4 separate regions of the Mus musculus genome follow, and all the other regions are linked to region 1. The links are chromatin contacts, called in public promoter capture Hi-C maps. All regions are on one chromosome and are shown on one strand. The core of a region is the stretch at or near the end of the contact, and the rest is flanking DNA. Distances in the headings are between cores, read along the strand shown. Region 1 holds the start of Inpp5a (inositol polyphosphate-5-phosphatase A). Region 2 holds the start of Deaf1 (DEAF1, transcription factor). Region 3 holds the start of Phrf1 (PHD and ring finger domains 1). Region 4 holds the start of Ifitm2 (interferon induced transmembrane protein 2).

Region 1 (3,765 bases), core at 606-3,105:
GCTTGTCTATAAGATAGAGCATTCAAAAGCACGGCCACAGGTTTTTCTCCAGAAGCCTGTACACACTGACTCCTTGAGTGTGGGCTTCTCTCTGTAATACTACTTTCTCTTAATCCTTTTCTTTGTCGCATCTCTGAATTCTTTCTCAGATGGTGCCAAGAGTTGGGAAACACTTGGTAGGGAGCATGTGGTTACTGGGCACTGCGCTGTAAGCACCAGATACTCATTTCAAAGCCTTGCTGTGGGAAGCTCATTAACATTGCTAAATGCTAGTTCCACACTGGATGATGTTCACATCCATTGCGTTAAGTAAATGCCCTGTTAAAATTAATTCCGGCGGTTGTTAACCTCTGAAAAGTCCATCTATAGCGGGCGGGCAAGATGGCTCAGTGAGTAAGAGCCCTTGTCACCAAGCTTCATGACCCGAATTCAAATCCCAGAACCCATGCTATAAGAAGAGAACTGATAATTGCAACCTGTTTTCTGTAGCGTGTGTGTCTGAACCAATGCACACCATACATACAAACTAAATACAAAATTAAAGAATGAACCCACCAGAAGAACTGTCGTTGCAAACAGGGTTCTAGTATGTCTGTAGTACTGTTTCTTTGGATGCCTCCTCGCAGGCTACAGCGCAGCAGCCCCACTGGACAGGGCTTTCTGGAGGCCTAGACTAGCAAGGGTTACCCAGCTCACTATATGTTCCCTACCAGCCCCGTCCCACCTCCAGGAACAACTGACTCTATCTCAGAGAAATTTCTTGATTCCTTCTACATGTAGGACTGATTCTGTTCTTCTAACTAGCATACCTCCCTGCCCCCCACCTCCAGCTCTCTCTGGTGGCTAAAATTCCCGGACTGACCACATCCCCCACCTTGGGAACTGTCCTTGGGTGTGGCATGGGGGCCACAGCTGGCTATCCAAACACCTAATCTGAACTTTTTCTTTTTTAGGTGGGAGGGGCGGGGTATGGTCTCAAGCTAGTTTAGGTTGCTATGAGTTCAGGTTGGCCTCGAACTCATAGCAATCCTGCCACAACTTCCGAGTACTGGGATTACAGGAGTACATCAATACGCTTGCTTCTTAAAAGGATTTATTAGTTTTCTGTTTTTGGATGCCAACAGCTTTCTGTTTTGTAAGCAAAGTCCTATATAAGGAACTGGGTGGACGTGTTAGGAAATTGCAAAATCCCATACACTTGATCTGCAGACCCACTCTTTGCAGACCCAGAGCTGGGACTGGAGGAGGCTCCTCCTTAATTCTCCGTGGCCCTGCTCCCTCCCACGGTCCGCCTACGTCAGACTCCCCGTACCGGCGAGGGCCTGGACCCAGGCTGAAGACCGGTTCCACATCGGGGGGGGGGGATGGGGGGCCAGGACAGAGGTTCCAAGGATCTCCAGGGCTCCCAACAAGAAGGCGGGCTGTAGTCGTCCAAACTCGCGGCTCCTTTAAGAAGCGCTTTGGTAACAGGGTCGTGACGTCATGGGAGTGGAGGGTGGAATATGCGCGTAACCGCGGCAGGGCGGGGCAAAGCCAGGGGAGGACTCAGGGGCCTGACTGACAGGAATGCCCCATATGCCCGCCTCTCCCCTCCTCCATCTGGTGTTGGCTCCGCCCCACCCTAGGCTTAGCTCCTGTGAGCAGGCCCGCCCCTGCACAAACCCCACCCCCAGCCTGACTCAGGCTCGAGAACCCGCCCTTCCAGTGGACCCGGAGCCAGGGAGCCTAAGACCCAAGTCTGTAGATTGTGTGCAGGCCCCGCCCCATAGGGAGGCCCCACCCCCGGCGCGACCGACAGCCCCGCCTTCTAGGGTCCCACCTCCTGTGGGGCGGGACTTGTCCCAGCCGGAGTCGGCGGCGGCGGCTGCGGGAACTTTCCCGGCGGGTCTAATGGCTGCGCGCGGGCCGCTGTGAGGCGCGGCGGCGAGCGGGCGCGGGGCCGCGGAGCAGCGAAGAGCCGCGACCGCGAGGCTGGAGCCCCGGCCAGGCCCGGTCCGACCCGCCAAGCCCGCGATGCGCCCCTGTGCTGTCCCCCGGCGCAGCTGACGCCCCGCGGCCCCGCGAGACCCCAGCCCTACCGGCCCCGCAGGAAGCGGCCGCCGCCACCCAGTCCAGAGCCCGCTCCGCCCGGGCACCATGGCGGGGAAGGCGGCCGCCCCCGGCACCGCGGTCCTGCTGGTCACGGCCAACGTGGGCTCGCTCTTCGACGACGTAAGTGCCGCGCCGTCGGCTAGGGAGGGGCGGTTACGGGCTAGGAGTCTCCCAGCCCGGGACCCTGACATCCCCATTTTCAGTTGGAGACCCTAAATTCCGGCCCCTACAGCGTCTTCTATAGCCGCGGACTCCGGGCCAGTTGTCTTTGGGACGTGTGACTCTGATGCCCCCTACCCACAGCTGGAGACTCCGACCAGGATTTTCCCAAGCCCCAGACAGACCCTGACCCCATAGCAGGGGGGTACCCTAGGCCAGGAAACTTCCAGCTACACACTCGGGACCTTAACACCGCTTTTCTGGTACCCGAGGCCAAACTCGAAGACTCAGTTTTTGAACCCCTGTCTTAACCCATACTACAGGAACCCAGACTCAGTCCAGATCCTTGAATCCTGATGCTGGTTCCTTGCTTTGCTCCCAAGACAGCAAATCCCTATCTTTTTCCTGCCTTGGAACTCCAGAGCCACAAGTACTGACCTGGAATTTTGACCCAGAATCCTGATACTTGGATGTCCTGGCTTCCAAACCCAAGCATACGCTGACCCCAGGTTTTCTGATTCACCCCCTGGCCCCCAGTCTCTGACTCTGATCCCCCAAGTCTGATTTCTGGTTCCAGAAACCCAGCTTTCAAAAATTTTGGTCCTGTTCCTCTCAACCCATACCACACTGACCCTGAACTCTGAGTCTCTACCCTAAAACCTCAGATCCTACACCTACTCTTGGCCCCAGAGTGAGGTCCCTGCCTCTAATTCTACACCCCATCTCCCATCCCCGAACCTTCCTCCCAATAGACCTCAGTCCCAAACCTTGAGCTCCATCATCTGAGTCCTGGTACCTATATCCCATCCCTTGGTCTTGTCTTCTGAGGGGCCTGAGGCGTGAGGCACCTCATTTTGCCATGTAACTTGCAATAGCACTAGTTCTCAAATGAGGTAGCTCTCTTCAAGCCTTGGGGGACTTTATATTCCTGTTTACTAAATGAGAAGGTGCTGAAAAGCTCTTCAAGGCCAAAAATGATGCCAAAGGCCTTTATCTTGTAGAACGGCTTCTCCAGTCCCACCCTGGAACCCTGGGCTTTCTTCTCCTCTGGGAGGCAGAAGGGAGCTGAGGCCTGGGGCACTGGGAGCTCCCTGGAGCAGGCTGGGGCTGACCTAGTTCAGCATTGCAGCCATGGTGCCACCCCGCTGTTGGTACTTAAACTGCCAACCCAAATAAAGCAGGATGCGGCTCCAAGTGGCATGCTTGTTGAAGAAGAAAGGGTAATGCCACAGATGAAACCTTGGAGCCACTGACTCCCCTTCCTCCCTCTCCACCCACCCCCTTACCTAGGTGAACAGTCGGGATGGTGCCAGGGCTTGGATACAGGCCTGATGTAGATTTCAGGCGAGGGTCCTGTTTCCTTCCTGGCAGAGAGCATGGGAGAAGAGTCTCACAGAGCTGGGTTCACAGTCAGCGTAAGCTTGGCTTTTATTAGTAAAAGGCAGGCGTTACTGCTATATTTTGTTATTTTCACTTACAGACATGCCAGTGTTTTAGTTCCCTGCTAGAGAGGCG
Region 2 (3,765 bases), core at 539-3,038, 1.9 Mb after region 1:
AATCACATATATACACATAAAAATATATATATATATCTTTTTTTTTAAAGCTCTAGGAAGCTTCCCTCACTCCTGTGACTGGATCTAGGCTTCAGGTAGGTAGGTACAGCAGAAAACACGCGGAAGCAAGGGTTCTCCACCACTGCGTTCCAGTGCCAACGGTCTGAACACCCACCCAGAGTTAAGCTTCAGCTCTGATGTGCCCTGAATAAAAGCCCAATGCCAAGCCTGCAGCTTCACACTGGAAAGAACGAAACAAGACGCATGGCAAAATGATGGTCTTCCAAGGATTCGCATGTACAAGCATAAAACATATAAGAGCTCCAATTGGTAGGGAGTTCAACACTCAGGAAGGTCAAAGGGTGGGGTGTGTGGTGGGATTGTAGGAGGCAGTTTGGTGTGGTATCACCTGTACAGGGTGATACAGCTCAGCTCAAGGCTCCATTTGTCATAAAACATGAGAATCGGGTGCTCTTTGTGTGAGAAAACAGAAGGAGAAAAATGGAAAACTAAGTGATGGAGAAGGAGGGGATATCTGCATAGGAAGACTAGGAGATACAGCACGGAGCAGCTCATGTCACAATATAAAGCAAGGCTGGTTTCTGCATCGTTACCTTTGCAAGGTTGCCTGCCTTGGATGACTCTCTTGCCCCTCTCATGTCACACTTGAACTGGCCTTTGAGACAGACAGGTCTACCAGCAGTAATGCTGCTGACCATACCTGGGGCACCTCTAGAACAGAACTCACATGTGACCCATCTGTGCTCTCAGCTCCCAGGAAGCAGCAGGAGAGGACAAGGCAGGTGGTAGGTACTGAGAAAGTTCCAAAGGGTAAAACAGACAAAGAACAGAGAGGCACACTCACACAAGGGAGACACGTCTGTATACAGTGCAGAGCAAGGCTAGAGGAGTGAGAGTGTGCTGTGCGTGTGCATGTGTGTGTGCAAGATGGGCATGCAGGGCACTGTGAGATGCAGGGCAGGGAAAGAGCAAGGGTGCAAGTCATTGTGAGATGCATGGGCAGGTGCAGAGTAGGTGTTCAGGGCATTGTGAGTGCACGGGCAGGTGTGAAGTGCACAGGTGGTACAGAGCATGTATGGGGGGCAGGTGTCAGGTGCAGGGGCATGGACAGAGGCAGGGCAGGCGTGCAGGTCACTGTGAGGTGCACTGGCAGGGCAGGTGCTGGGCAGGTGTGCAGGACAGGTGGAAGAGAGCCTTCCCTGGAAGACAGATGTGCATGACAGATGCACAAAGCATATGGAAAGTGGCCTGTGCCTGGTGCATGTGTTCAGAGCTTGCACGCGGGAACCCGGTGAGGCGCGAGGCCGGCGGGCGCACTTGCCTGCGAAGGCGGCGGCGGCGGCGGCGGCCTCATCGGGGCTGGGCAGAGCCTCGGTACCCATATCCATGTGCCCAGATTCGGCCGCCATCACCGCCACAGCGGTGACCCGCCGCGTCTCGCGCTCCGCCTCGGAGTCTGCGTCCTCCTCCGAGTCCTCGTCTCTGCTTAACACCGGCTCCTCCGCCTCGCTTTCCGCTGCGGCCGCGGCGGCCGCCGCCACCGCGGCAGCGGCCGCCACAGCTGCCGCCTCGGCCAGGCCCAGCTGTTTTGCCGCCGAGTCCGAGTCCTCCATACGGACTCCACCGAGTCCGCCCGAAGGCGCTGTCCGGGACCGCCCGAAGCGCCAGGCACCGAGCCCGAAGCGGGGCCCGAAGAGGCCGCCCGAGTTGGGCCGAGGCCGCCCGAAGCCACCGCCCGAGCAGCGACCGAAGAGGCAGTCTGACGCCCGCCGAACCGAGCCGAAGCTGCCCGCAGAGCCGAGCTGATGGCCCGAGTGTAGAACCGAGCAGCTCCGAAGTTTCCCGAAGCGCAGAATCTAGATAATACGAATGGTCCCGAAGCTTCCCGAAAGCTTACGAGCGTTTCTTGCTCGCTGTCTAAGAAGCGGATCTGACTGTGGTCACCGACCGATAGAGCTGGCCGGCTCTGGGCAGTTTCTCCCCTGCTTCCAACGAAGTCTGGGTTCGCAGACAGACCCTGGCGCCACGGGATTTCTCCAACCCCCTCTCGGGGCGGCGAAAGCCGAACCCACACGAGGCCTCGCCGAACTCCGCCGAATACCTCCGAGCCGAGTTCTCCGGAGCCTCAGTGCCCGCCTCCTTCTATCCGAAAGCTCCCGAGTATTGCCGGACGGGAGAATCGGGCCTCGGCCGCTGTCGGACGCTCGCTGCACCGCGCGGCGGGAGGAGCGAAGATGGCGGGAGGGTGCGGCCAAGAGGCTGCTGGGATTGTGGCGGACCCAGCGGCAAAATGGCGGCCGTGCGGCCAGGTGAGGCGGGCGGGGCTACGCGATCGCAGGGACAGTGTGGTCTCATGCTGTCACGATGAGAGGCTGTCTGGGCTGGCTCTGCAACTCCTCTGATTGTCACCTTGTTATTCCGGAACCTGGTGGCTTAAGCCCACTAGCCCGGATTTCTGCGCCGGAGTTGGAGAGCGAGGGGTGGGGGGGGTGTCTTCCGGTTGGGCGTGGGGGCACTTCGGGTATCCCGGCGGCTGTCCCGAAGCTCGTCTCTGTATTCCAGTGATATACCTGAGGCACACACTGGGATACGCCCCTGTATACAACCATATCACACCTTCTGTGACCCGGGGTCCACCTGTGGATTACCCAGAGTACACTATGGTGGCATACGAACTACACAACCATATTTCACTAAAGCTGACATGCATGGCATACCTATGGCTCATCCTGAGCACACCCTTGGCATACCCGCTGCTCACCCCGAGTACGCCCTTGATACACCTATCTCTCATTTTTTCGATATACCCTTGGCACACCGGGTTTACACATTGAGAATATCCAGGACAACCATATACGTATATTCAGCTCACCCCTGGCATATCCACAATACACTCGAGTTCCCCTGTTGCTCACCCCAGATGTAAGGATGAATAAGAATTACGTTTGTAGGGAAAAAAAATGACTTAGTCAACCTCAAACAACTAAAGCAGGCTTGTTCCAGAGACGTGGCTGTTAAATTCTGGCCATTTGATGATCAGGGCACAGGATCTAGTCACTCAATGACCACAGTTAGTTCAAGACAATAGGCCACTCGCTTTAGACTGGGGTTTTTGTAGCTAAGGGTAGGGAAAGGGTGCTTGTTAAGAGCATTCTAGATAAGTTAGCTGTTTTCCTTAGACAAACTGGTTTTGGAATTTCTGGGTCTTTTGTCTTCTTTTGCACCCGTAGGGTGTCTGGGATAGGGATTGGTGTCTGAAGTCAAGGTCAGCTGCTTTTCTTCCCCAGTTCTCAAATTCCTGGCTTTCTGGAACTTTGAGTCCGTTGGCTTTGATGGGATTTTTTTTTTTTTAAACCAGGTATAGCTGTGACACACCCAGTGTGTCCTAGGGTACATCTTGTCACACCTGCAGCTTACCACATATTCATTCATAGCATGCCTCTGGCATGCGCTAGACTCCAGATATTCATAGCATACATTCAGCTCATCCCAAGCACACTTATAGTTCTCCTCAGCACCTCCAAGGCATACCTGAAGTATACCTTGGTACACCCATGGCATACCTGGTTTACACCAGACACAACCAAGGCATAATGTCAGTTTACCCTGGGTGAATACACACCCATACACACACACACACACACACACACACACACACACACCTGTGGCTAACCTGAGTCCCGGGCAGCCAGAAGGTGCTGTAGTCAATATTTCACCATGGCTGAGTCCCAGGCTAAATGAGGA
Region 3 (3,765 bases), core at 477-2,976, 1.8 Mb after region 1:
TAGTCTAGACTGTTTTTGAACTCCCTGTGTATGCAAGGATGACCTTCTATATAATCTTGCCTATGCTTCCATATCTAATTTATTTTGTGCCAGGGATGAACCCATGGCTCTGGGCATGCCAGTCAAGCACCCCTCCATCTTAACCACCCCCCTGCTCCCAGGTCCTTTCTTTCCTTTGAGACAAAGAGGGTCTCTTTGTAGCTCTGGCTGTTCTGGAACTTGCTATGTGCTCCAGGCTAGCCTTGAACTCACACTGGTCCGCCTGTCTCTTCTGAGAGTAAAGGTTATGTCACCCTGTCCAGCCCCAGATCCCTTCTTGATGTATGTGTTTGCTTCTCCTTTTCTTGTTTTCTTCAGTACCCTACCCTTGAGTTTCTTTGTAGAATCTGGACTTTTTAGCACTGAAAGTCCCAGGTTCCAAAGCTGGTCCCCACTACCACCACATTTTATCTCCAAGGCAGCCTTTTGTCCTCTGCTCTCTGGGGATAACCCTAGCTTTCCCTCTTCTAAGTAGACTCCTATCTCCTCATCTTCATATTCTTCCTTCCCTCTCCTCCCTGCCCCTCTCATCCAGTTTCTCAGTAAATCTACAGTCTGTCTTCTCCTCCTTTCTTTTTCTTTTCTTTTCTTTTCTTTTTTTTTTTTTCTTTCTTTCTTTCTTTCTTTCTTTCTTTCTTTCTTTCTTTCCTTTTTTTTTTTTGTTGTTGTTCTTGTTGTTTTCGAGACAGGGTTTCTCTGTATAGCCCTGGCTGTCCTGGAACTCACTCTGAAGACCAGGCTGGCCTTGAACTCAGAAACCCGCCTGCCTGCCTCTGCATCCCAAGTGCTGGGATTAAAAGCGTGCACCACCACTGCCCGGCTACAGTCTGTCTTCTATTCCTATCAAAAGCCATCCCTTCTGAGCCACAGTGGTCCCTGGACCACAAAATGGGCAGTTGAGTCCAGTGAGCCATGATTGCCACCTGTTTAGTACCTCAGTGTCCTCTGATCCCCTCAGCCTCTAGGTCAGTCTCAGTTTTGTGGGTCTGAATTTTCCCTGAGTCCTCTCATGGTTCTTCCCCTAATCCTATTATGCTCCATACTTTGACCCCTCTCACCAGGCCTTTATGCGTACTAGGCAAGAAAGTGTCCTACTGCCAGGCGGTAACCTCTAGTTCTGTTCTTTCTATTAATTATCTGTGCCATACAATTAAGTTCTTCACGGTGTTCACAAGTTACTGTGCCTCTCCTCGCCGGGCTGAAGGGGACGGAGGAGCTCGTATATACAGGATCCATCATGATTAACTGCATACTGGAAGGGAACCTGAAGACCCAGGGGACATCCTGAAGCTTTTCTCTAGCGCTCCTCCAGCCGCGGGCTGCAGTTAAGTCCAGCCACCAGGAGGAGGCGCTCACGGGAGGGCGGGACGGTTGTGGGCGGAGACGTGGTCCCGGGGCCGCTCCCATTCATCGCGGCGGATGGGGAGTCGGACTGTACCAACTGCATGGAGGTGAGACCCACAGCCTGGTTTAGTGCACTGGTGAGAGCTCGGACAGCACACGCTCAGCAAAACACTGCTCTCCTCTGACAGTACTTGTGATGGGCTAGTCGGTGTTCTGAGAGGAAGGGGACGCGCTAACGTCTCGTCATCCTCCGCCGCGAGTTCCTCCCCGTTTTGGCCTTAGTAGTTTCCACCAACGGGCAGGGCAGAAAGTTCCGGAAGAGTATGGGTGCACTTCCGGGTCGGGGAGCGCGCGGCGACGGCGGCGGCGGCTGACCGGCCTACTTGCGGTCGTGTTCGGACAGAGGCGGGATCGTCTAGGAGCGTCCGGGAGGCGCGAGGTTCCCGGGTACGTGCGGTAGCCGCTCTGGCCCGGTGTCCCTGTCGCGTCCGGCCGCGCGGGCCACCTATGGTGGCCGTACGCTTTGTCTGTGGCCTTCCGGGCCGGCTAGGCCTACGTCGCTCTGGCCGCGGGTCGGTCCGGAGGACGAGAGGGTGGCTGAGGCCTCGAGCTGAGCCCCGGAACGTCCGGCTGCGACCGGGAGGCCCATGGGCGTGGTGCCGGCCACCTGTCTGGTCATGCGGGAACCTGGACTGGTGCATAAGAAAGGTGTGACCCCTAGCTACCTGGTTTTCTGTCCTGATGGCCCTCGCCCTGGCCAGCACCATCTGAACTTGCCCAAATTGTGCTTGATGTCGCGATTATCGTTTTCCTTAGTTCGAGGAGCCCTCCCAGCATTCTCGAGTAGGCACCACTGTCGGAGCTTTACAGCCATAGTTCGGAGAGGTAAAGTCACTTGTCAGTGTTACATCGCTGCAGAGTGGCAGAGCCAACATTGCTTTCAAACCTGTCTTCCTGTCTTGTGTTTGAACCCCGGGTTGCTCCCATCGTGTCTTGAAAGGAGTACTCTGCAACAGAAAACAGTAACGTGTCTGGCGACTGTCATCTTGGCCAGTGGTTGGAAGCACAGTTGGAGTTTGAGATTGACTTGCAGCTCGGCATTCCTCCTTTCTCCCCATAGACCACTCTATACTCATTCCTCTGGGAAGAATGCTGAGTGAAAAGGGCAACCTGTGGCGTCACTCAGCACTGAGAGAAAGCCAAGACTTGTGTGAGTGAGGTTCACAGAGTTCCTTATAGCTCCTCTTTTCTGAAAACTGGGACCATGACCGAGGTCCCCGTCATGAATGGGCCAAAGCTCTGTGTCTATCTCAGTCTGCATTTTCTAATATCAGAGACGGTGTGTTTCAGCAGGAGTCTGTGGCAAATTCTCTGAGCACCAGGTAGACGTAAGATAGTTTATCAGAACTCTTCTCCCTTTACTGTTCCCAGGCAGGAGCAACATGTGACAATTGACATTCCTTAAGTTATGCCCTCTGTGTTTAGAGACCATCAGCTCTTCTCCTGGCCTTTGACCTCTTGGAGAAGGGTTTCGCCCTTCCCTGTGGCTTTGAGTGGATAGCCTGTGTGTTCTTGAGGCCGATGGACCTCTAGGATCTGGGGCCCCTGATCTTGAGCCCTATTTTTCAGCTTTCTTATGCTGTTTTGTTTTGTTTTGTTTTTCTCTGACTGTGGACATTAGGTTTGGTGGGAAGCATAGGGTACCACAGGATAGGCTAGTGAGTTTTTGAATGAATTTTCTGTGAAAGGGGCTTCCTCTGGAAGTAACTGGGAAAGTTAGGTGGCACAGAGGAGTAAAGACCACATATATGAATAGGTTCTTATTTGGGGAACTAGAGCTTGGTACAGAAGGAAGGTCATATCTAGTGACATTTATGATCCTTCTTTCTCTCTTTTGTTTTTTGTTTTGTTTGTTTGTTTCTGAGACAGGGTTTCTCAGTGTCTCCCTGGCTGTCCTGGAACTCATTCTGTAGACAAGGCTGGTCCCAAACTTAGAATCCGCCTGTCTCTGCCTCACAAGTGCTGGGATTAAAGGTGTGCCACAACTCCCTGGCTCTCTCTCTTTTGTTTTTGAGGCAGGGTTTCTCTGTGTAGGCCTGGCTATCCTGGAACTTGCTCTGTAGACCAGACTGGCCTCAAAGTCAGAAGAGTGAAGACAGGAAGTCTTTTAAACATTGTTCTTACAGGCTTGCAAAGGAGGACTAGCAGGTGTTCCAGCTGACAAAGTCAGGAGAGGGACAGCCCAGCATCTTCTGCCTTTCAGCCTGGGCCACAGGAATGCCATAGTCCCCAGGAACTTCATCTGAGGTTTATAATCTGATGGTGGCCAGCTGAGCAGAGGCCAGTGGGCCAGCATTGGCCAAGAGTGACATGCCCACTTAG
Region 4 (3,765 bases), core at 552-3,051, 1.6 Mb after region 1:
ATCATGGTGGTTAGGGAAGCAAGGACCCAAATCCTGCAGACACTGGAAGCCCAATCTGACTTTTTGGTGCCAGCCTTGGGTAAGCAGAAGTATCCTTTAGAAGGAACTCCAGGGATGCAAGGCATGTTAGCGGGGTGCCAAGGCACACACAGCCTCCCCCCTAGGAGAGGTGGAACCTAGGAGCTGTGAGGCCAGCAGAACTGTCATGTGGTCCTCCTACAAGAAACCTTCTAGAGTCCCCACCCACTCCAGGTCCCTACATAAGCCTGAGTGTGGGGAAGGAAACAGTGAGGGCAGCAAACTTCACAGCACCCAACTTTTGTGTGCGGGCCAGCTCAGGAGCTTGAAGTCATATCCAAGAGGCCACCACAAAAAGAGGACACATCTTGGCTAGGGATTTCTTTTCCCCTAAAGTAAAGGACTCCGGGTGTCTTTCACTCCTAGGCCGGAGCCTCCTTTGCCCAAAGTTCTGCACCCTTCCTGGGACCCCCGGGAGCACGGCCTCAGCGTTAGATGATCCTCGGATCCCCTCTGCCTGGATCAGGCAAAAACCCACAGGTCGGCTGCTGCCCATATCTGGAGACCAGAAGCCTGACAAGTTAACGACACTTGCTCTCCTCAGACAAAAAGGATGCAAGGTGAGCTCGGTACAGAACCAGAGAACAGTGAGTCACAGCCAGAGTTGCCACCCCGTGCACTTTATTGAATCCACTGTGGACAGATAGGTGAAGGTAACATTTGCATACGCGTAGGGTAAAGGGTCGAGGCTTGAGCCTGGGGGCGGGGCAGGGGCGGGGCAGATGTGGACCGTGGAGCACAGGGCAGCTAGAATCCAGAATGGGGTGTTCTTTGTGCAAAAGACTGAAAGACTACCACAGAGGTGGTAGAGAAAATAATGATGCAGATAATGACCATAAGGATGCTGAAGATCAGGGAGCTGATATTCAGGCACTTGGCAGTGGAGGCGTAGGCCTGGGCTCCAACCACATCGCCCACCATCTTCCTGTCCCTAGACTGAAGGAAATTAGATGTAAGGAGCCCTGGAGCTGGCCAGCTGAGAGCCAGGTGCTCTGGCTCCATTTCCCCAACTGCTCCCTGCCCACTGTCTCACTCCCTCCAGCCGGGAAACCCTCCCCTCTTTTCACACACACACAAACACAAACTATACAGTAAGCTCCAGCATTCGCTGCATACCTCACTTTCCACACAGATTAGGGCCCCAGTCTAAAGGGTGAAGGGGTGGGGAAAGTCTGGCCCCAGAATCCCCAGGCAGTTTCATCCTGTGACTATCAGAAAGTCTCCAACACCAGAGACAGACAGTGCGCGCGCGCGCGCGCGCGCACGCACGCACGCACACACACACACACACACACAAATAGGAAGGGTGCACACACACTTTCTTACAGAAAGGACCCCACACTCACACCTCGGTGCTATCTGAGTAGATGGCGCTTCAGGCTCACACACACCTTCTTACACCATTCCCTCCCACCCCCTCTAGCACACTCACCTTCACAGAGTAGGCATAGGCAACGAAGCCCAGGCAGCAGGCGTTGAAGAAGAGTGTATTGAACAGGGACCAGACCACATGGTCAGGCACCGACACCTCTCTGGGCATGTTGATCACGGTGGTCCTCACAACAGCTGAGTTGCTGGGTTCCCCCAGCTCAGTCACCCCGTACTCCTCTTTGATTGTCTCATAGCTTGGAGGAAGCCCGGCATTGGTGGACAAGAAGGCTTGAGAATTGTGGCTCATGGTACTGACTCTGGAACAATCGCCCCGTCTGGAGGATGGCTGCTGCTATCCTGGTTCTGTAGACCCGCCCTTTCTCTAGCAATTTCCTTTTCCTGTTGGTGGGTTAGTCTCCAGAGGGCCTTACTGTGGGGAATTGGCTGGATACTGAAGTGGGCGGTACTTAGGCCTTGAGTATCAAATTACTTCAGGACTAGTTGACTGTTGAGGTACCTCTGTATAAACTTCCAGGGATCTAGACTTGTCCCAGGGCTAAAACTTGTCTGAAGGTCTCCACCTCCTGCTTACAGTAGGCATACTAGAACTTCTCCCCAGATCTAGTCTCCCCAGCCCCCTGCTCTCACACCCCTGGTACATCCCTAAACCTGGCCTCACAGTGAGGGCCTCCTCTAAAAAACCCCAAGCACACACACCCCTAAACTAATCTGTTGCAGGTGGGGGCTGGGGAGATCTGCAACTCAATGTTTCTTTGGCTGTCAGTTGGGGAAGGAGGAGCCTTCCAGCACAGGGCCTGGATGCTCCTGGCTAGCTAGGGAAGGAAAATTCCAGTCACTTGGCTGCAGCCGGGGAGCTTATGGAAGGCAGATGTTTTCCTACCAGTTGCGAAACAGCCATTGCTAAAATGAAGCCTGTAGGAGTACGGCTACACAGGGAACTCCGAGTCTTTCCCGGCAGAAGCAGTGAGGGAACTGAGCGTCCTAGAAACAAGGGAAGTTCCCTGGTGGTGAAGGACACAAATCGTTTGACACTTGAACCCATTCAGTAACCTCACACCCCCACCCCCAGCACCCAAATTTCATCCCACAGGGCAGAATGGAGCAAGGAGGAGATCAGTGAGTCTAACTACAGAGCCCTTGTTCGCCTCTACTTGTACAACCATCACCATCGATCAGAGCCTCAAAAGCTGGAGCAGGTCACATGTCTGTAATCCCAGCACTTGGGAAAGGTCAGCAGGAGAATCAGTTCAAGGTCCAGCCTGGGCTACATGACAGCTTGTCTTAAATAAATGAATAAAAAGTAGTAAGTAAAAATTTTAAAAAAATGAACGAAAGGGGAACTCAACATTTCTTCTAGAAGAGGCACAATGGGTAACAGGCTCCACATTCTTGCTCATTAGCAAAATGCAGATCAAAGCCCCAGCAGCACACTGCTCATACCCATTAGGAAGCACTGTAGTTTAGAAGCAAAGAAACCACACCACTGATGCTGCAGGCTTTGCAGGCAGTGGGCAGATCGAAGCTACAACCCAGAATCCCACTTCTCGTGTGTAAGAGAATGAACACATGTCTATACGTATCCTGTATGCCTGTATCTCATGTCTACAGCAGCATTCGTAACGACAGGCAACAGACAGAGGTTAGATGTCTATCAACTGGCAAATGAAAAAGGAAAGCTCTGATATATGCTAAACCTGAATAAGCCTTATGAACAGCTCTCAGGTCAGAAGTAGGTGAGCAGCCTCCAGGGGCTAAAGGGAAAGAGGGTGGGGTAAGGTGTCTTTGTTATTGTTTGGTTTGGTGGTGGTGTGGGGGTTGTTCTTGGTTTTGTGTGTGTGTGTGTGTGTGTGTGTGTGTGTGTGTGTGTGTGTGTGTGTGTGTGTGTGTGTGTGAGAGAGATGAAAATCATTTTAGGGGAAAAGTCAGAGGTGGTAAGGTGTGGCTCTTTTTCCTAGTGAGCCCTGTGCATGTCCTCTCTGTCTCATCTCTGAGTGAATCTCACTTTTGAATGAAAGTGCCCCATAGGCTCACATGTTTGGATGCTTGGTCTCCAGTTAGGAGAACTGTTTGGGAAGGATCGGGAGGTGTAGCCTTGTTGGAGAAGGTGTGTCCCTGGGGATGGGCTTTGAGGTTTCAAAAGCTTATGTCAGGCCCAATCTCCTCTCTCTCTCTCTCTCTCTCTCTCTCTCTCTCTCTCTCTCTCTCTCTCTCTCTCTCTCTCTGTCACTCTCTGTCTGTGTCTCTCTCTCTCTCCCCCTGCTTTCCAGCTATAGCTTCAATACCATGTCTGCCTTC

Evidence for each region. Promoter capture Hi-C pulls out the DNA fragments that hold promoters and counts their contacts.
Region 2: a promoter capture Hi-C map of pre-B cells shows a contact between it and region 1. The contact joins the promoter of Deaf1 here to the promoter of Inpp5a in region 1. A contact is called at or near these places in 2 of 39 promoter capture datasets (cranial neural crest and pre-B cells).
Region 3: a promoter capture Hi-C map of hippocampal neurons shows a contact between it and region 1, with 2.8 times the contacts expected there. The contact joins the promoter of Phrf1 here to the promoter of Inpp5a in region 1. A contact is called at or near these places in 2 of 39 promoter capture datasets (hippocampal neurons and pre-B cells) and 1 of 115 datasets of contacts at active chromatin or transcription factors (embryonic midbrain).
Region 4: a contact with region 1 is called in a promoter capture Hi-C map of hippocampal neurons, with 2.5 times the contacts expected there. The contact joins the promoter of Ifitm2 here to the promoter of Inpp5a in region 1. A contact is called at or near these places in 2 of 39 promoter capture datasets (hippocampal neurons and pre-B cells).

What each region holds. Positions count from the first base shown.
Region 1 is chr7:139,387,254-139,391,018 of GRCm38.p6, forward strand. It overlaps Inpp5a (inositol polyphosphate-5-phosphatase A), which reads left to right and starts at 1,856. Exons shown (of 16, transcript NM_001127363.1): 1 at 1,856-2,211. The coding sequence starts at 2,137. It overlaps Gm46004 (a long non-coding RNA gene), which reads right to left and starts at 1,894. Exons shown (of 2, transcript XR_001778314.2): 1 at 1,313-1,894.
Region 2 is chr7:141,325,937-141,329,701 of GRCm38.p6, forward strand. It overlaps Deaf1 (DEAF1, transcription factor), which reads right to left and starts at 1,789. Exons shown (of 12, transcript NM_016874.3): 1 at 1,343-1,789. The coding sequence starts at 1,634. Tmem80 (transmembrane protein 80) reads left to right here and starts at 2,194. Exons shown (of 6, transcript NM_001141950.1): 1 at 2,194-2,330.
Region 3 is chr7:141,227,062-141,230,826 of GRCm38.p6, forward strand. Phrf1 (PHD and ring finger domains 1) reads left to right here and starts at 1,727. Exons shown (of 18, transcript NM_001081118.1): 1 at 1,727-1,830. It overlaps Gm51460, which reads right to left and starts at 2,555. Exons shown (of 1, transcript XM_030243134.1): 1 at 1,145-2,555. The coding sequence starts at 2,150. The coding sequence ends at 1,662.
Region 4 is chr7:140,954,160-140,957,924 of GRCm38.p6, forward strand. Ifitm2 (interferon induced transmembrane protein 2) reads right to left here and starts at 1,802. Exons shown (of 2, transcript NM_030694.1): 1 at 1,511-1,802; 2 at 680-1,014. The coding sequence starts at 1,756. The coding sequence ends at 826.